Linked DNA regions of Mus musculus: region 1 is linked to region 2. Evidence: chromatin contacts called from public promoter capture Hi-C data. All regions are on one chromosome and are shown on one strand. The core of a region is the stretch at or near the end of the contact, and the rest is flanking DNA. Distances in the headings are between cores, read along the strand shown.

What was found. Promoter capture Hi-C pulls out the DNA fragments that hold promoters and counts their contacts.
Region 1: a contact with region 2 is called in a promoter capture Hi-C map of liver, with 2.7 times the contacts expected there. The contact joins two enhancer-like sites. A contact is called at or near these places in 6 of 39 promoter capture datasets (cranial neural crest, embryonic stem cells, frontonasal cranial neural crest and 2 more), 1 of 484 Hi-C or Micro-C datasets (stem cell-derived primordial germ cell-like cells) and 2 of 9 other capture datasets (embryonic tail and pancreatic islet).

What each region holds. Positions count from the first base shown.
Region 1 is chr2:4,584,871-4,591,518 of GRCm38.p6, forward strand. Frmd4a (FERM domain containing 4A) reads left to right here. Exons shown (of 23, transcript NM_172475.3): 15 at 1,491-1,624; 16 at 5,750-5,872. It overlaps Gm13179 (a long non-coding RNA gene), which reads right to left. Exons shown (of 3, transcript XR_003953990.1): 2 at 1,950-2,081; 3 at 1,579-1,663. Among named protein-coding and RNA genes, the nearest start is that of Gm13179, 6.3 kb to the right of the region's middle. RefSeq lists an enhancer at 2,715-3,892. Within about 2 kb of position 2,456, at least 29 of the 459 cell types and tissues checked have an H3K27ac peak or open chromatin away from gene starts, as enhancers often do.
Region 2 is chr2:4,336,476-4,342,585 of GRCm38.p6, forward strand. The region is part of intron 1 of Frmd4a (FERM domain containing 4A); the gene reads left to right. Among named protein-coding and RNA genes, the nearest start is that of Gm23691, 42 kb to the right of the region's middle. RefSeq lists an enhancer at 3,183-4,982. Within about 2 kb of position 3,531, at least 37 of the 459 cell types and tissues checked have an H3K27ac peak or open chromatin away from gene starts, as enhancers often do.

The sequences.
Region 1 (6,648 bases), core at 1,206-3,705, 250 kb after region 2:
GAAATCAAGGGAATATGGGCTTCCTGACCAGAGACCTTGAAGAATAGGATGGTATGCTTAGAGGTCTGCTTTGAGTCTAGCAGAGCTGTTCAATGCAAAGACACAGAAGTCGGCATTCTGAGACATCTCCTTTACAATTGAGATAGCCTCCAATCCATTGCCTGGTCCTGGAACCATCCAAACATTCAGTTGTCTCTTAAGGAAATACAGTCCCCGGCCCGCACCCCACCACCACTACAAAGACCTTTGGGGATTTTTATTAGGATTGCTTTTTCTTATATTGTTTAATTCATGGCAAATTGGCATCTTTAAAACAATAACATCTGGATCCAGGTCTACAGTAGTCGCCTCTGTTTATTTATATCTCTAGTTGTTTCCAGCAAGGAGTTACACTTTTCGTAGTAGGATGCTCATCTTTACCTACACTAACCTAAGTCCCTGAAATGGCTTCTGGTAGGCCAGGCTGGTTTTGAACTTGCATTCCTCCTGCCTTGGCATTTGAGAAACCAAAGTTACAGACATAGATCCAGCTCTCTAGGGATGCGAGAGTTGGTGGTGGTGAAGTCTGAGCCCCCTGGATGCATACTCGGTGCTATCTGTTGATTTCTAACGGTTCAGCTAGTATGAATGAGAGAAGGAATGCAGCCATTAGCCTGGCTACATCTAGGGAAGCCATCAATACACTCTATAACCCATCAATGTAGAAAGAGCTACCAAGCTCAGTATAAGAAACCTGCTCCAGGAGCCAGACACTGCAACCTAGAAATTAATCTTTTGGTTTAAGCTAAATTCCTCCAGTTGGTATCTTCAACAGTTGCCTCCTATCTAGAAGCCTGCTGTTTGAATCATGCAGACGTGCTAGCCAGGAAAGCAAGGAATGTACATTTACGTCTCTTGAAAACTAACTATGCATCACTCTATATTGTATTCTTTCCATTAGGAGAAACGTTTTCTCAGCATATAGCACTCAGATAAAATAGAACAAAATTCTAGTTGGTATGTGTGTTCATGTGTATTATTATATTACCTGTGATATGTAATTATTATTATACCTGTCTATATTTTCATATATTTTTCAAAGAACAGATATTATATATGCAATAAGCAAAAACCAGCATATTTCAGTAGACAAGAGAAAATTTAAGTCATGATTGAAATTACTAATATTAACTTAAACTTTATTCTCCCCCTCCCTTTGTAAAGCATATAAAAATTGGCTGGTGTGACATGTCTTAAGACAATCAGAAATGACAGTGTTCTTGTTCAGGAGAGTCCACTCCCCTGACCGTCCTTCATGAAGCTATACCATTTCCACATGGTATTTGAAAATTCACTCCTCACGCTTGGAACACTGCACACCTGTCTCATTTCACGCTCCTTGATTCCCGGGGTAAATCCCATATCCGAGTTGCGAGCTCTGGTGGATTTCATTAGTGGTCCAGATGTGTGTCCCTTGTCAGCCGCCTAGTAACCCCGCTGTTTATCAACAGGTTCTCAGGAATCAGATAGCTCGCAGTCGGCCAAGAAAGACATGTTGGCTGCCTTGAAATCCAGGCAGGAAGCTCTGGAGGAGACGCTGCGCCAGAGGCTGGAGGAACTGAAGAGATTGTGTCTCCGGGAAGCTGTAAGCAATTAAGTCTGTGTTGTTTGTCATACATCTTCACTATGAACAGAAGACAGGGTGGAGACAATAGGACTGACTTTCAGGAAAACATGTACTGTCCCTCCCCAGTGCTGGAAACGCCCACCCTCTGTGATATCCTTTGTTAGAAACTAGGTATTGAGGAAACACCATACCAGTTAAAACCCTCTCTACTGAATCTTACATGACACATACACCCTGAAGCTAAATGACGAGTCCCTCTAACAGTCCCCAAACCATGCATGCATGGCACACCACACAGGACATGTCCTCACAGGACACTACCTCATTCTATATAATGTCCTACCACATCTTGCTTTCCAGAAGTTTCTGCCTGCTCATTGCTGGGAAAGCTTTTGCTTCTTCTGAGTTTGTCGTTGGTTTGTCATTGGGTACAATGTAGCATCACTGCAGGCCAACAAAGACACCAGGGTGGCACCTGAAATACACAGTAATCCATTAAACCTGCAGGTCCACTGTTTCTTTAGATCTTTCTTTTCGAAATGGAATCTTTGCCTAGTTTGTGGTGGCTGCTGCTGCTGCTGCTGCTGTTGGTTTGTCAGTTTGTTGTTGTTGTTGTTGTTGTTGTTGTTGTTGTTGTTGTTGGTTTTGTTTCTGCACCTTTGGGGATTGAACCTATGGCCTCACGTATGCCAGGCTAGCGTTCTTCCACCGAGCTATATACCCAGCATAGTAATTCTTGTAAGCTTGATGTAAAACAATGTTGCATTGGGCTGGAAAGATGGCTCACTTTGCCAGTGTGAGGACTAGAAGTGAATCCCAAGACTCTAGATAAAAGCCTAGCAGAGTAGAACACGCCTACCATCTCTTTGAGGAGATGGGAGGGAGGGAGCAGCTAGTCTAGCATACTCAGAGACAAGCAACAAAAGGGACCTTGTCTCAAACAAGGCAGAAGATGAAAGCCGATACCCAAGGGTTGTCCTGTGCCCTCCACGTACCACCACAAGTATACTCCACCCCCACCCCCCCACACACACACACCACTCCCACAGACAACGTCTTCTTCAGCCTGTTTCAGTGCTAGTCCCAATAGCAATATATATGGTGAGACTCCCTCAATCCACTTTGACATTTATTAAAATGTCCATTCTTCCCTTGTAGACTTCATTTCTTAGTGTAACACATACAGTCATGTGCATGTGTGTGTTGTGTGTGCAAACACACATGTGCGTGTGCTTCACATGACCACCATGTTGCTCTCCTGGGAGTGGTTGTACTCCACAGACCCTGACCCAAAGCTCCGTGGGTAAACAGTTCCGGATGGGAAGTGTGGAGAGTGCCCCTAACTAAATCCAGGAGGAGCACCCCCTCCCCCACACAATAATGCTTTGCAGCAGGAAGAGCGAACCAGTGGGCCTGAGAGTGAGATCACATTACATTTCAACTTGGCTTAATTATGTCTGGATTGATTTAAACCGGAGCTTGCTCAAGGCAGAACCACGTTAGCACAAATCCATTGCAAATCAGGAAAGCCAGGGGCCTGTCTGGGGGGAGGGGGGTGTGCTATGTGATACTGTAAATATTAGCGGCTTTTTTTTATAAAGACTATGCTTGAACAAGAGGGGGGGAAAAGTGGGTCCTTGGTGTCTGCCTCTCATAAATTTGTAAAGCCTTGTTTTGTGTTTAATAAAAGAAGTCACTAAACCAAGCAAAGACCATACATTACAGCACGTAAGGAACATGTCAAGGCGAGGCTGGCACGTACCATAAAAGTTTCACAAAGGCAATGTAAAGAAAACAAAAGCTCCCACTTCCTCTGACTTTGAGAACAGAAAATATAACTTAGGTAGAAACAACCCAAAAGCCAGCCCCTTGTCCACGTGTGTTAACGTCCACCAGAGTCTCCTGACACATGTGCGATAAAGGGATCCAGCAGCCTCCGTGCTAATTCCCGGCTCACAGATCCTCCAGACTCAAGGAGCAAGCAACACTGTTTGACCCCTTGGGAGGAGAGCAGCCACTCGAGGCAGAGTGGGAACCATGGGTGTTCCACAGCGAGAGGGCCCACTGCCATGCATTCAATTACGTCTCCACCATGGGGCTCTGGTGAAATCAGATTTGTAGATGGAGAATCAAGACCTTGACTTGACCTGGGTACTTTCAAGCCGTAGCCGCGTTTTAAAAATATAGACTGAAACCACAAACACTTAGGAGTTATAAATCCATGGAAGAGGTTAACAGCCTCTTCTGCCACATCTCAGAAAGGAAGTCCTGACAGTGTGCTGTTTACACATATATTAAAATAACAATCTTAACAGGCTGTTGTTTGTAGAAGGCCTAAAAGGGAAGCAGATAGGAATTCACAGATTAAGCAAGTGTCTCAGAGACACTTGTGAATCTTTTTTAAAGAGAGAATATTCCAGAATAGCAAACAGTGGGCTATCCTGCTCTAAAATTCTAGAATGCTTACATAAGGAATAAAAGAACACAGAGGAGAAGAGGCCCAGGATGTGGGGAGGAGGGTGCTTGTGCACACACAGACCACATAGACACACACAGACACACATACCCATTTAGTCTGCCTGCCACAACGAGAAGGGCTTTCAGCGGTCCTTCCTGTTGACCTGACTTTGCCTGCTATGGGCACTCAGACCTGGGTTGCCCAGCATGACAGCTGTCTGTTCGAGCTTCAAGAGGATACTTCTAAGCTTGTCCTCGCCACAGACATCCATTGGGCCATTGTGTAGCATCTGCACTGATCGTGGGTCAGAAAGCCAGAACTGGTGTCTGCCCAAATGGGCCTGCCAAATGCACAGAGTGGGGTCCCCAGCCTCTCCGGTGCCTCTCTGCAGTCTCAGAGAGACGTCTTGCAGTCTTGCCTGGCTTCCATAGTCTTGGTCAGCTGCAGACTTAAACCAGGCCTCATTCAGCCTAGTGTGGTACACTCGTGCAGGCAGGGCCTTCTAATTCTGAGACATTCCTCAGATGCTCTGTGCTGGCCCAGAGTCACTGTGCAATCTGCACTCTGCTTGTTGTCATGGTGCCCTTAACACTTAGGTTCCCAGAGCCCCAGATGTACACACACCAGAATTTCTGTGTGTGTGTGTGTGTGTGTGTGTGTGTGTGTGTGTACCTCCTCTGTTAATGTTTAGTTTTTACTAAAACTCTCACACAGAAGTTAGTGTCTTTTTTTTTTTAAGACAAAGTTTCACTATGTAGCCATGGCTGGCCTTGAACTCGTGGCCTTGGTGAGGCTTGCAATAGCACACCTATTGGTCTTTGAGGTCAGCCTTCTGCTGTTGAATGCAGAGCTGGAGCTAAATGATGATCAGTCTCTTCTAGGCAATGCAGTTGCCTGGCATTTGACATCCAGATAACACTCCCCATAGGAAGACTCATGTGGGCAAAGACATACAAGCAAGCGACGACAACAACAACAACAAACACTTAAGTTTCCAAGTGGGAGTAACAGATGCAAGTGAAAAGAATCAGTTGTGTTGATTGCTGCTCACTGACTGTGTGGCATTTCTTCACACATAGTAGGCTCACAGGAAATGCTCACTAGATCAACAAATGAATGAAAATGGACCATAGTGAAGTCCAAGAGAAGTTCTATTTGCTTAACCAAAAAAAAAAAAAAAAAAAAAAAATGGGTGGGGGAATAAAACTCCAAAGTGCATCTGTTCTGTAGCTAGGGAGTGTTAGCATTCATTTTTTTTTTTTTTTTGTAGAGGTTAAATTTCATAATGTGAACTATTCCTCCTACCCTCTGCCCCCCAATACTGGGGAGTGAACTCAGGGCTTCATGCAGGCTGGGCAAGCGCACTGCCTCTGAACTCTATCTGCAAATCATTTTTAGAGGAGGTCGTTTTATGGAGGTCTTCTGAGATGGCTTCATTAGTTAGCTCATTAGTGGTCTTAACTTTGTGATCCTCCCCCGTCAGCCTCCTGAGTAGCTAGCTGGGCTGCAGATCTGTACTGTCAAGCTATCCCATGAAGCCTCATTTAAGCATAGTGCTTAATGCTAATGGGTCTTAGGTATGCATTGGACCTCTGCATCAGTTTGTGTGTCCTAGCTAAAAGGTAAGCATGTCCTCTGAGCTACATGATATACAACCTCTCTGAACTGCTCTTTTGCGCATGCAGGAACTCACAGGAAAATTGCCTGTGGAATATCCCCTGGATCCAGGCGAGGAACCACCTATTGTTCGGAGGAGAATTGGAACAGCCTTCAAGCTGGATGAACAAAAAATCCTGCCTAAAGGAGAGGTATGCTCCTCTCTCACTGGAGTCTTTCCCGTTGTCCCACTTGTATTATCCTTGTTTGTCCTTGTTGGGGTTGGTAGGGTCTCTGTAATTTCTTCATTGTTTCTAAATTCCCATATTTTCCCTTTTACCGTGTTTGGGTCAGCTGGCTAGTTGCTATCTGGTTTTCCTTGACAGGCTGAGTTTGCTTGCCTGAGTGTACATAGTTGGGTCTCTGTTGAGGTTGTTTATCTAATACTATAGTCTATTTGCAGGTGGTCAGTTACGGTTAGGGAGAACATCCCACTAGCATGCAAGTATCCATCTTAGTAGTGGCCTTTGATACTCCTGATCTTGCCTGATATCACACAGCCTCCATCGGCTTTGGAAAGGCTTACATGGAAGAAGGGAATTTCCAGCCACAGTTCTCATTGGCTGGGGAAGGACAGGAAGGACCTGCCCTCTACCATCTTAAGTCACATGGCTACTAACATCACAGCATGGACATGCAGCCTATGATTGTTCTGCCATGGCCTCAGCTGTCTCTATTTGGAAAAGCCATATTTCAACATGATTTTTATCTTCTTTGGATGGAATACTGGTGAGGGCTGAGACTGGAGAATTATATTGGAGGATAATCAAAGCTCTGCTGAGCATAGTGGCGCACACCTTTAATCCCAGCACTCGGAAGGCAGAGGTAGGCAGATCTTTGTGAGTTTCAGGCCATCCTAGTCTACATAGTGAGTTCCAGGACAGCCAGAAATATACAGTGAGATACTATGTCAAAAAAAAACAAAAAC
Region 2 (6,110 bases), core at 2,281-4,780:
AATATATATATATATATATATATATATATATATATATATATATATATATATATATATATATATATATATATATATATATATATATTCTTCCTTCCATATATGTATATAATGTTACAAATAATGAAGAATATACTAAAGTGACATGGTGTTGATTTTTAATGCACTGTGTTGGTAGTGTTGTTTGGAAAATGCATCAAGAGTGCATTTAGTTTTTTGCCTGTCAGTAATCCATGCCATTTGATGCTTTTTGCTTAAGTGGTGCTTTCATGGGTTTTAGTGTCTCCCTAGGCTAGCATGCTGAAGTCCAGATTCACCAGCCTGCCTTTAAAACACCCATGCAGGCTGGGCTGATACCTCAGTAAAGTGTTTGCAAGGCAAGCACCTGAGTCGGATCTCACATTAAAAGGGGGGAGGGCATGGTGCTGCTGCTTCTGATCCCACTGCTGAGGAGGGGGGACAGAAGTCAGGCTTGCTGGCCTCCCCTAGAGCCAGCTCCAGGCCAATGAAAGAAAGAGTAGACAGTATCTGAGGGATGATCTGTGAGGTTGTCCTCTACACTCCATAAGCACATGCACACACATGTTTGTGCAAACACATGCACATTTATGCACATCCACATTCTCCTTGCCCAGACGTGATCCCCAGGGGTTCTGATTTAATTGAAAGGGGCCTAGGTGTTAAAATGTTTGAAAGGCTCTCCAGGAGTTTCTGTTGTAAAGGCAATCCAGAGAGTGAAGGCTAAGGAGCCTCATTCCACTGTCAGATGGCAAGATGTTTATTAAACCCAAATAGTTGTAGCAGCAGCACAGCAGGGGTGGGCCTTAAATGACCTTGCTTTGTTTAGTAGGCATTCTATGGAGTATCACACTGTACCTTATAAACATGTACTTCTGAAATTATAATCTTTAAAGCAATTTAAAATTTTGATGTTTATATCTACATAAACAATGAATCAGGAAAATAATTAAAATTATACAAACAGGCAAAAGAAGAAAGAGACAATTTACAAACACCTATGTACATATGTGTAGGTGCATATGGATTCATGCACTATACACATGTGCACATTTTATGTGCATATGTTTTTACATATAATATGATATAATACCATAAGTGACAGCTAAAAAAATGAGGGTTAAGTGTGAGGTTGTAGCTCAGTGCTACAACCATCCGAGGTAGGCATGCATGCACACATGCACACACACACACACACACACACACACACACACACACACAAAGCTCTAGGCAGTGAGGATCACTCAGATCACTCAGATGAAATGGGAAGCACTAGATAGGCAGTGGCTGCCTTTATTATCACAAAAAAAATGAACATGAGCACCTGTGACCACACCCGTGGAGGGGACAAACCTGTGCTATAGCAGTGCCCGATTCTAAAATGGGCTTACTCACTTCTAAAATGTCAACCTCACACCTCCAACTGAGTCTGTGTCACAGCTGTGGAGACAAAAAGCTTCATTTGTCTCCAGTGTCTCTCACACAGCCCTTTACCACCCTACCCTCCAGCACAGGTTAGTTACGCAGGCTAGAATGCCCACACCTGGGAGTGGGAGCTTTAGAAGAGAAATGATTCAAAGTTATATAAACTTTAGATGTGAATGGAAAATTTAGTCATAAGCATAAGAAGGCTCACAGTGTTCACATCACAAAATCTTTTTTTAAAAAAAGTAAAATTATCAATTAACTACCTTATACATCCCTTTATGCACTATCTTTCTAATAAAAGATTTACTTATTTGTATTTTACATCTTTTTTTTTTTATTTATTTAATGTATATGAGTACACGGTCTCTATCTTCATGCACACCAGAAGAGGGCGTCAGATCTCATTACAGATGGTTGTGAGCCACCATGTGGTTGCTGGGAATTGAACTCAGGACCTCTGGAAGAGCAGTTGGTGCTTTTAACCGCTGAGCCATCTCTCCAGCCCCCTTATTTGTATTTTATATGAACAAGTATTTTTCTGCCTGAATGTGCTATGTAGCCTTAGAGGCCAGAAGAGGGCGTCGGGTCCCCTGGAACTAGAGTTACAGATGACTGTTAAGTGTGGAGCTAGTGTTGAGGCCTAAACCCAGATCTTCTGCGAGAGGAGCCAGTTCTCTTAGCCACGGAATAATCTCTCCATCCACTATACTTTTAGGCCAACATAGTTTCCCTGTTTGCTCTTAGATCTCTTGTCGTAAGCCCACGATTTGGTAACGCATTCCACTGAGACGAGAGAAAGATAAGGCAGATCAAAATGTGTTCTTTCATCCCCGAGGGCTTAAGTGGCTGTCTTTCAGACTCCACAGCATCTCATTGGAAAGCTGTGAACATTTTTTTTTAATTATTATAGAATTTTGGAGTTATCCCTCTCAAGTTTCTTTTATAAGTAGTCTATGGCGGAAGGCGCTTGATGTTTAGAATCAAGCGTTAGAGGTGTGCACCTCTAGACACAGGCTTTGTGAGCAAATCCCATCGGATTCTACTGCCTTCAATTAAAAGACATTGCAGCGATGCTTTATAATTGCAGGCATTGTCTGCTACAGACATTTCTGGTGGGAGAAACCAGGCCTGGAGTTGTACATACTGAATCCTCTGTAATTTTACAAGCCCGGTGATGGGAAGATTTCTCCATAGAAGGCTTCTGACTTTCAGCATTTTAAACATGATTTCTCTTCTGCTAGCCACATATCTGTACAGCCAGGGCCATAGATTGGTAGGATCACGAGCCTTCCCTGGACATGGCTGAGACCCAGCACTGGGGACCCTGCAGCGTTGCCAGCAGCCATTTCTCAGCTGGTGCAGCTATCAGTGTCTTGGGTAACATGGAATCTGAACCTCAGATATCCAGCCTTCTTACCCCAGACCAAATGTGTCCTCTCTCAGCTTCCTCGTGGCATTCCAAAAATACCCATGGACATTCCATGGCTGCTTGATCCAGGGAGGACATCTCAGAGAGCAGAAGTCAAAGTGGAAAGGGGAATTAGTCACAGCCAATGGCAATTAAAATATTTCGTTCTTGAAGTAATGACTCCAGAAGGACATGGCTAGAGATCAGCCCAGAGATACACAGCAATAAGAATCTATAAAACGTAAGCTTCCAAATGACTCTCCCTCCCCCCACTCCTCCCTCCCCCCTCCCCTTCCTGTGTTTTCAAACTATAAGAAACTATAAGATGAACAATCTGAATTATTGGCCCACCATAAATTGCGCTGGCCTCAAAGACACAGCACACACATGTATGGCATATGGACATCTGTTTTAGATTGCTTGAGAATTTTTTTTCACTTAGATGCCATTGGATTGGGGTTATTTTCCCCCTGCCCTCTATTCCTTGAAACCATACCCTTCATAAGAGTTATAAATATTCATGTATTTTTCTTCTAGTGCCTGCTGTAAAAGCACCCAAGAGGGCCACATTCCTGGGCCTCTGGTCTCCCTGGTCTTAGGGTATAGGCCTATGGCAGTCATAGGGTATATCTCCCAATATGGAAGTATGGTTCAAAGGCACTTTGGTATGTGAGGGTTGTACGTCTAAGAAGGAAAGTTGGTCCAGTAGCTATAGTAACCACCCAGGGGTTAGGAATTTGGGAGAGGCCTTTGCCTTTTTTAAAAAAAAAAATCTACTACATAATCATTGGGGTTTTTCCCTAAGGCTAACACTGCCTCTTTGTGGACCACATAGCCAGGCTGGCATTTAGTTATAGTTCTGTAGTCCCACAGATTGTAAGAGAAAATAGGTAAGACATGAAGCTGCCACCTCAGTTGGAGTTTGTCATCACAGAGACTCGTTTTGTGTTCTTGGAATAGGAAACACGTTTCTGGAGCACAGAGTTCCTAGAAGCCTGAGTTTGTAAACTCAGCCCCACCAACTGCATGATTAGTTCTGACACCATCTCTCCTCCAGAATGACAGACAATTCCTCTCCAGTGTGACAGGGTTTCAGTCTTCATATGTATCTTCTGAAATAACTAACACAAGCAATCTGGACCAAAGGGGGCAGGCTGCGATGCAGCCGAATGCTTCCACATGTGCAAGGTTCCACTTTGATTCTCAATTTGCTATGTTTGCTGTTCCCCTTTCATCGTGTCGTTATGGCGATGTAGGCTTTCAAAGGGCGGCATCTTTTATATTATTTAGTGCTTACATTTGGCTTGAACCTACCTTCCTCTTCACTGATCTATAACATGTGCTGTGCATAAAAAGAGTAAGGGGCGGGCAGCTTATACCAAGGAAAAACTATCAGCAAGTTTATTCCAGTTCTTATTCCGATCTGCACGTTCATTTGTTGTTCCTTCTCGGCCATTCCTCAAAACAGATGGAACCTGTCAGGATACACCCTCGTTCTCTCTCTCTCTCTCTCTCTCTCTCTCTCTCTCTCTCTCTCTCTGTGTGTGTGTGTGTGTGTGTGTGTGTGTGTGTGTGTGTGTGTGTGTGCATGTGTGTAAGGGCTCTGTATACCAGGCTGGCCTTGAACTCACAGGAATTAAAGGTATGCGCAGCCAATGCTGCCACCAGTCACACACCGTATCTCTCTAAGCAGTATTTTCCAGTGTCAAAATGGATTCATGACCTTTTAGTAGGGACTAAAAGCAAAACCATCATTCTTGGATTTTAGAAGTGAACTTCCTTCATGCCAACTGGGAACAGTGTAATGGGTGAGTTTTTGCTTTGTACATAATTTTTTTTAAGGTAACAGGGAAGTGTTTCATTTCTTTGAATGCATTTTGTTTATTCTGTTGGGAAATTACACTTCCTTTGGAGGTTTGGAATTAGCTTCGAGTGATGCTGTCAGCCACTCCTCATTTGGTGGATGACAGTCCTGCAACACTCACCAAAACACTGCCAGAGCCTCTGGAAAATGACCAGGATCTAGCTTTGTTCAGCTTCTGCTACCTCTGCACAGGCTTCTGTGTGGTTTGACTCCTGTGTGGAAGGAGCCCAGCAACCTCCCTGTAGGCATCTATTCCAGGGCCTCCATCAGCCATACAAACTATCATTTACTTGGAATATTCTTTCAATTAAGTAATTTGGTAGAAGACAGCTAGCAGCCAGGTAAAGCATCCTACACACTCTCTCTCTAGCTATCACATCGAGCCCAGGCATGGCATATTCAGCTTTCTCTGCTTGGCTTCTCCATTCATTTGACGTACATTTGATTGCTCATTTATTTGTGTATTAAGTGTTCATTCACCTAACAAATAAGGACCACCCGTGCCCTGAGCCAGGCGTCATGCTAGGTTCTGGAGACAGGGTGGCAATATGATTTCTTGGTCTTGCAGAGTTCGAACTCAATGGAGATGGGGCAGCCACTCAACAATGTCATTTTGTAGACTCATGCAAAAATTACATTGGAGGCCAGCACTTTAAGGCAAAATGCCTGATAGTCTGAGGGAAGGGAATTAGGGAAGCAGAGACCTGCAAAGGAGATGGGAATTAATTAGGCAGAAGAGGCAGATAGACAAGAGGAACATTGCATACCAGCCAAAGCTGCTGTGCCAGCCATTAGGGCAAGCATCTAAGTCCAGTGGAGAATACCGTGTTTTCATATGTGGGCTGAAATTGACTGGACTATTTGACACTGGTCATTCTACTAAGCACTGTACTAGCACTAAGCACTGTACTAGCACTAAGCACTCTACTAGCCCACCGCTTTACCTTCGGGAAGCCAGCTGGCCAGCTTTGGAAGCCACTCTCCAGCCTCAGATGGAAATTTCCCTCATTCTCAAGGGTATGAGCTCATCGCCATGCCAGATGGGTTTCCAGTGAATGATTATTGTGCAATCTGATTATTTTTATGTCATGTTAATTCCCTTTGAAAAATGGAAACAGGATATGTAAGATAGAAGAGAATTTTCTAGCGACAGCCAGCAGATCGAGAGAAGGCATACAGTTCAGACGAAGGAGCAACTGTGTCATATGAAATAAATTACTAGTAATAACTTTTTACTATGCACAATACATTTTTATTATTTGATACATCTAAACATTGGATATCATTGATATCCCTGGTTGGCCTGGAACTCAGTATATCGACCAGGCTGTCCTGGAACTCACAGAGGTCCTCTACCTCAAAAGTGCTGAGATTAAAAGTGTATGCCACCACAAC